Regions from separate parts of the Hordeum vulgare genome. Here regions 1 and 2 are each linked to region 3. A link is a contact called in public Hi-C data. All regions are on one chromosome and are shown on one strand. The core of a region is the stretch at or near the end of the contact, and the rest is flanking DNA. Distances in the headings are between cores, read along the strand shown. Region 1 holds the start of LOC123400982 (ribosomal RNA large subunit methyltransferase I). Region 2 holds the start of LOC123406071 (succinate-semialdehyde dehydrogenase, mitochondrial). Region 3 holds the start of LOC123402394 (probable LRR receptor-like serine/threonine-protein kinase At5g45780).

Region 1 (3,352 bases), core at 293-2,792, 330 kb before region 3:
TCAAGGTGGTTTCTTTGCTAACTAAAGTATAGGAATGGAGAACAGTACATACCTGTCGCCTTCACTATTGACGAGACGGTAAGCATTTGTATTAGTTGAGGGGAAACCCAAACTACGCCGTAAATCCACCGCAGAACAAAGTCTTTCTTCGAGCAGCCTTTCCATATTTAATGCAGAGGCTGGATCTCTGAGCAAAACAAGAATATGGGATATTCAGCACAAGCTCACAAAATTTCAATAACCATAGAACCTCAACAACTGTGTCACCTTTTTGCCTCTTCTTCTAGTTGCATTAGCCGAACACAAAACATAGACACGGAGTTATAGACACCCCACCCGATAGGTTTCTCTGACCCATCAGCTACCAAAACAACATCACCCGTTTTGGGAGGAGGCCGGCCAATTATTCTATCAACAGCACCACTGTACACCATTGGACTCCCACCTCGGAATATCTGAGTCTTGCCCTTCTTTAGTACCACTCTCGCCAAACCTAAAAAGGGTGCTTAGTTGTTAGTGTATACTCCCTCCGTCCCAAAATAAGTGTCGCTGCTTTAGTACAAAATTTGTACTAACTTAGTATTAAATTTGTGTCACTTAGTATTAAATTTGTGTCACTTGTTTTGGGACAGAGGGAGTACTTCGATTCGAGCGAAGGAAAGAAAGAAGTGCCTACTGGACATAACCTATGCTTAACCCAAACAAGCAAAATGGGCGATGCTTGATTTATTGATTTCAGCGTTGTGAATGGAATCTAGCCAACTTTTTGGACAAGGCCCATCATTCCACTTTGTGGTGATGCATACCACTCATTCGTGACACTAATTTAAATGAATGATGAACCGTTTTTAGGAGACTGTAATTATCATCGTTTCAAGCTGTTGTTACCATAAATGATCTCCGGGGGTAGTAGAACTTTTAACAATTGACAACCTCTGACTTGGAGGGTTATGAGCAAGTAAAAGTAGCAATATAGGTCCTCATAACTGCAGGCCATGAAACAATGACCAGGCATCTCTCTACACATACATTTACAGTTATTTACCACTCACTACAACTGTATATCAAGCAATGAGCGTCCAAGCTCAGGAAATGGACGCACTGGCAAACGGCCGACCCATAACCAGATCGAAACGCAACACGGGGAACAAATGCGCAGCTCACTTGGTCGTTTCAACAAACAGCTCGTCGCCATGGCGCTCCCACTCGCCCCCCGCACGTAGGACAGAAGTGACGGTCACAAACCTCGCTGCGCGGGACTGGAAACGAGGGCCGCGGCGGAGAGAAGGGCGACAGCGAAGCCGCTCGACAGAATGCCGGCAGAAGACTAGGCGAGAGTAAAGGGCGTGGACCTTTGCGGTCGGCGGCGAGCTCCTCCAGGGCGGAGGAGGAGGCGACTGCGGAGGCTGCGACGGAGGAGGAGGGCTTCGCGAGGCGCGCCCTGACGAGGGCGGGCACAGACGCCGGAGCCGCGGCGCCGCAGGCGCGGAGCATCGCGTAGCTCTGCGTTGGCGCTGGCACTGACTATAGCTGCCGAAGTTCGCCACCAGGTAACGAGGCTTGTGGATTGGTACTTCAAGTTGCGCATCTGTGTGTCACTGCGACGTGGGGCCTTCATCAAAGCCAGGCCGTAGGCCCAAAGCGCTCGTATCACTTTTATATTAGAGCATCTCCACCCATTCCGCCCTCAGCGTCATGTTGCGCGAGCGCTTTTTTATCCGACGCGAGCGAGTTTTCAGTCGCGTCCCCAGATTTCGATCCCAGATGTCAACGTTTTTTTTTCTTTTCTGCTGTCAAAAAAACGTCACGAGTTCGACGATCATCATGTCACAAGTCGACGATCAGCATTCCATAGTTCGACAATCAAACACACCAATAGTTCGACGATAAAAAAGAAAGGATAAAAACCGGATCAAACGGCCGGCTCAGCGTGGTGCGGCTCCTCTGCCGCAGGACTGGTCGGGCTCGTCGGCGGCGTAGTCGCGCTGTTCGTCGTCAACGTAGTAGGGCTCGTCGTCGACGTGGTTTCTGCGCTCGGTTCCGGTTCCACCTCCACCGCTTCTTCCTCTCCCTCCTCCTAGGCGTCGTCGAGCTCGTCGTCAATGTCATTGGCGATGTCCATTGTTTCATCATGCACGACGAACTTCGGGTGCGACACGGCGGCGACGGAACCGCTCGTGATGACCTCGTCCATGTCGGCATCGGTGTAGTTAAACTACAACGGCGAAGGGGGCACGAATGAAAGGACACCACGACGTAGAGATGGAGCAGGCGAGGATGCTGACGAGTACGCCAGCGGGGAGTAGCTATAGTGGGTGTTGAGGCCGGCGTTGAACGCGGGTGAGAAAGTGCGCCGGTCGTGGCCGAAATCGGTGAAGGAGGAACGTTGCGGCGCGCCATGCGGGAAGGTGGTGTTGGGATTGAAGTCGCCATGCGCGTCGACGTCGAAGTAGCCAGACAAGGGCACGTACCCCGAGGGCGGCATCGTCAGCGAGAGGGTGGCCGACGCAACATCCTGGCGACCCCTCCATGCGGCCTGTGGGTTGCGGCTGGGCGGATTCATCATCCCCGCGCGGAACGCCTCTTCCTGATCGACCGCGGCCGCGACCGCCGCCGTCCCCGCCTTCGTGGCGCCACTGATCTTCTTGGCGTCGAGCATCCTCCACCGGTGTAACGACTAAGATGCGACCCTTTCCTATTTTTTGGGCGATGCCCAAAAAGGGAAAGAGGCGCATCTAAACGTTTCGCAAGCGAGATAATCATAACATTACATAACTGAAGAATGACAAGTAGGGCATACACTTGCCATCTGACATAGTATAACATAAGGTTTACAGCCACACAATTATTCAGAGCAAAGTTTAGTCCCGCTACGGACAATATGAAACAAGTAAAAGACTATGACATCCCGCATGCTCGCCCACGATCAGGGCCACGGCCTCAGTCCTTCGGATAGTTCACGTACAGTCGGTCAGACTCCTCATTGTACTGCCACGCCAGCTGGGTGCTATCAGGATCTCCTGCGTCGGGCGTACCTGTAGGTGTTGGGGTGTTGTAGTAAACTGTGAGCCACGGGGACTCAGCAATCGGATGACCTTGGTACCAAATCTAGTCAAGTTATTAGGTGAGGAAGGTTTAGTGTAGAGGTTTGCAGCAAACTAAGCATATATGATGGCTAACTTACGATGATTAGAGTGTTTGATCTGGTGGTCTATGCGAGCGATCGAAGACTAGGTGATCACTAAGTGATCTTGAACACCTACTTACGTCAAACATAACCCCACCGTGTTCCCGATTGAAGAGAGGTCTTCGAAGGAGACAGTCACGGTTACGCACGCAGTTGGCAGTTTTT
Region 2 (3,179 bases), core at 244-2,743, 420 kb before region 3:
CTACTACGAAGTACAACTCCTCTGTTCTACCAGAAACAAAACAACCATCACACATTCACCTAATATGGAGACAGTATAGTAGTTCCGATTTTTATTATTAAATTACTATATATGGTAATAGAACAACTAAGCCAGAATGGAAGCATTTTCTGATACACAGAAGATATTAGTTGATTGTGGTATGTGACATGTGAACGGAAGTTCACTTGATTCATGGTGTTCCAATGCTGATCTTCCGCTGACACGGAAGCAGTTTAATTTGCATATATTAATATCATAAGCATGTCAAATCATTTTAACTATGGCACTTGCAAAACATTATTTGGTCAGTATTCAAGTATTAAAAGTGAATACACTAATGTGTTTTTACATACTATAAAATGTAGTGTGAGCAGAAGCTATTGCATCAGCTGTTTCTCTGTTGCCCATGCAGGCTACATTTGCAAGGACCTCGCCAGTTGCTGGATTTTGCACCTACAAGGAAAAGAATGTTGTTCCAATGATAAATATTGACAATCAACATTGGCAACTTAGCATAGGTTAGAGAATTGAGATATAAAAAGTGAGTAGAGTTGCAGTAGCAACACTTAATTGATTATTCATACTGTTCAGCGCTCTTTACAGAAATAACCTAAACAGCAAACTTACAAGCTTAAGACCAGCTAAGTTCCGACGTTATTTTCATGACTATTACAGTGGCATCAAGGCGTGCGGTAGCTAAGACAGAACACAACCATACCAAAGAATTACTCATAGCTCCAAACTATATCAAGCAGGAGGAAAGTTTCAATGGCGCTAACGTCCTAGGAAAGTAGGAATGGGATCAAAGTCCAAGCAACATTGCCAGAGCTCATAGATGAAGCACTAACCGTATGCTGACACTCGTGCGACAGCCTAGTTTGTGTACTCCCCTCGACAGACACACACCTGTCGTGCGGCATAAAACCTCCCCAACGACCAAAACATGCCACGAAGTACACAATTCTGGTTAGCACACTCCACTAAGCAGTCTGACACTGTCGCCCACAGACAGTCTGTGGGCAGATGGTGTGTTCACAACCTAAGAACACACGACTAATAATAACTACACCAACAAAACTGCAATTCAACAAAACGAACTAAGAAATTCGGCACAAAATTTCCAACTCCCACGCGTTTTCCACAAAGTAACAGCTGGACTGGGCACAGCAGTAATCCCTAATTTCCCCCACGAAATCCAACCGCGCCAATCCACAAGGATCTCGAAGGCACCACTACAGTGAGACGGACGGAGGGAGGGACGGTACCTCGATGGTCTTCCCGTCGTAGGCGTCGACCCACTTGCCGCCGATGAGGCCGCGCGTCCTGAGCAGCCCCGCCGCCCGGATCTTCTCCATCGCCGCGCCCGCGTCCACGCTGCCCATCTGCGCACCCACCCAGCAATTATAACAGAAAAAACACGACCCACCGAGCACCACCGCCGGGGGGGCGCGAGGGGTATGAAGGAGCGCAGGCGAGTGGGGTGGGGGGAGAGAGGGCGTACGTGGCGGCGGCTGGCGACGCGGGAGGAGGCGGAGCCGGAGGCGGCTAGGATGTGGCGGGCGCCGAGCGCCGCCGCGCGTCGCATCGCCATCGCCATCTGAAGGAAGGGACGAGTGACACGAACACCTGCACCTGTTGTGTGGCCGGGTCTCTGTGTCTTATTTGCACGAGCGCTTTACACGTGGCCTGTTGAGCTGGTTTAGGAAAATTTGTGCGATGGCGACCTCCCAACCTCCCCGACGTCGGCCAAAATTCGCGGGCCGGCGTGGACCGCACGGACGGCCAGGTCGCTCCAGATCATGGCACAAAGAATGAACTTCCCCTTTTTACCCTCGTAAAATAAAATAAAATAAAATATCTATGCAGCGCCATGCAGACAAGCAAGGAAATCAATTTCGACTGAACATGCTCAACCATTTTATTAGTTAATTAACTCGGGCATTAGCAAGCAGTTTGCCACTTTGGCTTGGGAAACGCTTACTATCAGTGGTCTGAAACGAAGCCATCGTGAGACCGTTGGTGAGCCATTGATCCTTCTTTTAATCTCACGGCTGAGATTTCAGTCTCCAAGATTGCCGCACATGCTACCATAATTCCAGTCATCAATTTATATCCCTAATTAACTGCCCCTACCCAAGCACCCATGTTTCCGATCTCGCCGCACCAGTCCAAGCTCTTGCCCTTGCTCGCCGGTGCCCTCGCTCCCGTCTCCGTCCTCAGGGTTCTTCCCAGCCCCACTACGGCCTCCGACGCATCTTACCTGTGCGTCATCCCATCCATGTGCCCGAAGTTAACCGTGACATTGCTCACCGACGTGCTCGCAACCTTCCTCGTCGTCCTGGTTATCTTCGTCGCAATTGAACCCCTCTGCACTTGTCGTTCTTTTCTCTTGTCCCGCTCATCAGAGCAGCATGGCGTATCACACGATTCTCCCACATGGCCCATCCTCATCCCATTTAGGGTTTGACTCCTCTCTCCTCTTGGTACTTCTCAATCTTGCAATGCTAGTTCTTTTTGAAACTTATTTTGCAGTGCTAGGTGACTGCTAACATAATTGTGTTTCGATTTTTACTTGATATCGTGGTGTCAATACGTTGGTCTATGCATCATTTTGTGGTTGTGAATTTCTTCCATACTGTATGTATTGGATCACTAAATTATCTATATTTTTATGGATTAGGTAGGTACATCACACACATAGGCCTACCCGGTTATTATTATTAGTTCCATTTTTCAAATTTTGTCGCTTCCCAATGGCAATACAAATGTACCCGACGGACTTTTTTGTGCTTCTTTGGGCAAGCAAATTGCTTACATTGGCCAACAAAAATTGGTTAAATTTGTGTATAGGCAACCGAAAATATGCATCCTCGCATTGACAGTAATCCTAATTGTTCCCATTATTAATGTTCCATGCTAGCGGCCAAGACTAATGTTGGGTTGTCATATATTCATGCTTCTTAGAAATTGACATACTATGGTTATAACAGATAAGCTTGCTAATGTCGTGCTTCCATACACCTATTTTGACTAACATCTTCCTGTCTCGATTTATTCCTTCAATTCACATATTTTGACACACGGCAATGAAACATGTCGAAACAGATTGTATGTCCAGAAGTCTGATGTGCGACACTTCAGAACGCAACCATAGTCTG
Region 3 (3,384 bases), core at 229-2,728:
GTTTGGACGATGTGCAAACTCCAGAAGCATGTGCTGCAATGGTTTGTGCAATAATTGAGATGCGGGCCCTTTTCGATGTGGCAGCCGACATGTCACAGGCGGAGCTGTTTTATAGTCAACTGTTACAACAATCGAGTTCGTGTATGAGTTTTATGGGATTTTCAAATTTGTGTATGAATTAGTTAATTTCAAGCAAGTTGTTTTATCGCGGGTGTAATTAAGGTAGTATAAGAGCAGGTATAATAAAATACAGTTAGATGAGAGAGAAGAGGAGAGAGAAGACTGTAAGGATTAAAACATTATATTTTTGTTGAGTTGGATGAGAGAGAAGAGGAGAGAGAAGGGAAGCGAACTACAGATTAACAGTCGGCTGTAGCAGAGGCTCCAAGAAACATTGTGAGGATGTAAGGTGGGTCATGTATTTATAAAGTAGTACTCCCTCCGTTTCTAAATATAGGTCTTTTTAGAGATTTCACTAGGAGACTATATATAGAGCAAAATGAGTGAATATACACTCTAAAGTATGTCTATATACATCCGTATGTAGTCTTTTAGTGAACCTCTAAAAAGACTTATATTTAGGAACGAAGGGAGTACTTCTTAACAATTTGTTACTATACGTGTTAACTATTAGATCGATTATACTCTCTCCATGACAGTATATTGGACGTATCTCACAGGGCTCTGGGACCAAGATGTTTTTCTATTGGTAGGAAAAACCGAGCCGACGAGCTGTAGAAACGCCTAATTAATCGTAAAACTGACGCATTAGCAACCTCCGTCCACTAAACGAACGACTTCCTCGCATGCATTGGTGAAGACGGTTTCCAAAACATCCTAATTAATAGGCTAATTAATGTCATGCGCCTTATTTTCTTCTAATTATGAAAAATTATCGTTTTTGGGATATGTCCAATATACCATGATGAAGGGAGTATATGACATGGCAACTCCTTAGGCTGGCCATAGTGGAGGTATCATAGCTAGTAACATAGTCTTGGAACTAGTAAACATGGTGATGTGGCAAGTAATTAAAGAAGAGAGAGAGGGTTATAGTAACATAGGTAGATACCGTACCATGTTAAATGCTATGCTACTATGTGTCATGCATGTCAATAAATGAGATCATCTATGATACTAATTTATGATACTATGCACTATGAAGGTACTATCATACAATAGTAACATATGCATGATACTACCATATGTTACTCCCCACTATGAACAGCCTTATAGCCGACCGTTGGCTATACTATTAACCATACTCTAAGAGGTCATATACCTTAAATTAAATTACATGGCTCCTGTAAGAAAAACCAACCAAACAGAACGGAAACAAAACACTGGGCACAAATTCCGGAGCCTCGAGAGCCACCCGTCTGGTCCTCCACTCCATTCCACGGGCTCAGCAATTAAGGCCCAGTTAGCCTCTCCCTTTCTTAATTTAAGATTCCCATTTTTCAGACCAACTCGCATTAATTAAGATTTAAGGCGAGCCTAATTCTACTCCTCAGCGCACGCACTGCGCTCGATAACAGCAGCACCCATGGCCACGGAGCCCGTGCAGAGACGCTCTCAGTCACGCCCCCACTTTCCATGGCGAGACTAACCTTCGCCGCCGGAGCTGGCGCCGTGGTGGTGGTGGCTACCGCGTGGCTCCTCGCCGCTTGTAGTGTAGCGGCCGGGGACCCGCCGCTCTCACCCAAAGGTCTCAACTATGAAGGTATGTGCGCCGCTTGCGGCTGGCGTTGGGCGGGGGTGGCTGGGCTAGGGACGAGGCTAGGGTTTGGGGATTTGGTACTACGTGGAGGATGTTCTCGTGTTAATTGCGCTCGGTGCGCTTTGCGCGGTGTTTCAGTGGCGGCGCTGATGGCGGTGAAGAGCCGGATGCGGGACGAGAAGGGGGTGATGGCCGGGTGGGACATCAACTCCGTTGACCCCTGCACCTGGTCAATGGTCGCCTGCTCCCCCGACGGATTCGTCGTCTCGCTGTGAGATCTCGCTCCCTGATTTGTTGTCTTGCTGTTGGACTGCGCCTGCGCGGATGCTCCTTCTGCCCGTTGTTGTTTTGCTGTTGGTGATGCCGTGCTGTTTTGTTTGGATGTTGGAGTGCAGGCAGATGGCTAACAACGGATTGTCAGGGGCTCTGTCGCCGAGTATCGGGAACCTCAGTTACCTGCAGACAATGTAAGGCCTTGGAAACGAACTCACCTATCCAATCACAGTTCCTGTTTCCTTAGTTCCTTTGACACGGTGTGTCTTGCAACACCGTTCAAGTTTGAAGCTTCCGAGCTTAATCGCTTCAAAATGAGGAGGTTCGTACTTGTGTGTCTAGCCGTTGGAAAATATGAAGCACAACTGCTGTTTAGGTTCAAACAATATTACTGTTTAGGCTATTCCGTCGGTGACTCATTAGTATCAGGATAGTTAGCGAGCTGAAGGTGGGGAACTATACAATATAAGTCTTGCCTTAATAGTTGAATTTATGAAAATCCCAAGCAGGGTCCGTGTGTGCAAACTCTCAAGGCCAGGACAAGAACTGGTGAATAGAATAATGCTGAGAGATCACAGGCGGTACAAGCCCCCCTGAACAAAATTTGTTTTCTTTTTTGGCAAGAATGAATGCTATTGGGCGTACCCTATTCTTTCAGAACTCAACACGGCCAAATCAAGCTTACTTTGTATGATTGACAGCGCAGTCCAGCTAGACTTTCTACTCCTTATTGTACCCATCATACTGTGTCCACCCTACTTAGAACACGTATGTATGCATAATATTTGTTATTACTTGTGCTCCCTCAGTCATGGGATTGTATTCTTTGTACTGTTTGTAGATCTTGTTCCATTGACTCCCATCTGTCCTAACGAAAACGAAATTTACTACCAATGCTTTGTTGCTCAACTTTTTTCTCTGTTGCCCCCCTTCAGGTTACTACAGAATAACAGAATATCTGGTGAAATTCCTCCAGAGACAGGGAAGCTGGCCAATCTGAAAGCTCTTGATCTTTCAGGTAACCAATTTATTGGTGAAATCCCGAATTCGTTGGGGCAGCTGACTCAACTAAATTATCTGTAAGTATATGCTAATCTATTACCTCAAATTGATAGTCTTATCTATTGGATTGTTTATGTCTTGCTGTCTAAAGCACCACTGTGTCTGTTAAATTTACATGCATATGTTACGGATAGAACAGGGTGGATTCTGATTAAGTTTCTTGTGTATGCCTGCCCAAGAACAAAAACTCCTGTGTTGTGAATACAACACATCTGAATGAACTCTTAAGTTTGGTCGTACAATGCCAGATAGATCATGTACAACTAAGCCATAACCACTGTGCCTGCGATACTAATCTATTGAAGCAATTCCAATTATAAAGCTAGCAA

The links. Hi-C and Micro-C count contacts between places; a contact is called where the count stands out from the background.
Region 1: a Hi-C map of seedling shows a contact between it and region 3, with 3 times the contacts expected there. The contact joins the promoter of LOC123400982 here to the promoter of LOC123402394 in region 3. A contact is called at or near these places in 1 of 6 Hi-C or Micro-C datasets (seedling) and 1 of 1 datasets of contacts at active chromatin or transcription factors (embryo).
Region 2: a Hi-C map of leaf shows a contact between it and region 3, with 6 times the contacts expected there. The contact joins the promoter of LOC123406071 here to the promoter of LOC123402394 in region 3. A contact is called at or near these places in 2 of 6 Hi-C or Micro-C datasets (leaf and seedling).

What each region holds. Positions count from the first base shown.
Region 1 is chr6H:130,999,099-131,002,450 of MorexV3_pseudomolecules_assembly, forward strand. LOC123400982 (ribosomal RNA large subunit methyltransferase I) reads right to left here and starts at 1,543. Exons shown (of 8, transcript XM_045094699.1): 1 at 1,353-1,543; 2 at 268-493; 3 at 53-187. The coding sequence starts at 1,494.
Region 2 is chr6H:130,905,197-130,908,375 of MorexV3_pseudomolecules_assembly, forward strand. It overlaps LOC123406071 (succinate-semialdehyde dehydrogenase, mitochondrial), which reads right to left and starts at 1,494. Exons shown (of 19, transcript XM_045099563.1): 1 at 1,287-1,494; 2 at 375-474. The coding sequence starts at 1,403.
Region 3 is chr6H:131,329,508-131,332,891 of MorexV3_pseudomolecules_assembly, forward strand. LOC123402394 (probable LRR receptor-like serine/threonine-protein kinase At5g45780) reads left to right here and starts at 1,479. Exons shown (of 11, transcript XM_045096308.1): 1 at 1,479-1,723; 2 at 1,859-1,991; 3 at 2,116-2,187; 4 at 2,929-3,072. The coding sequence starts at 1,597.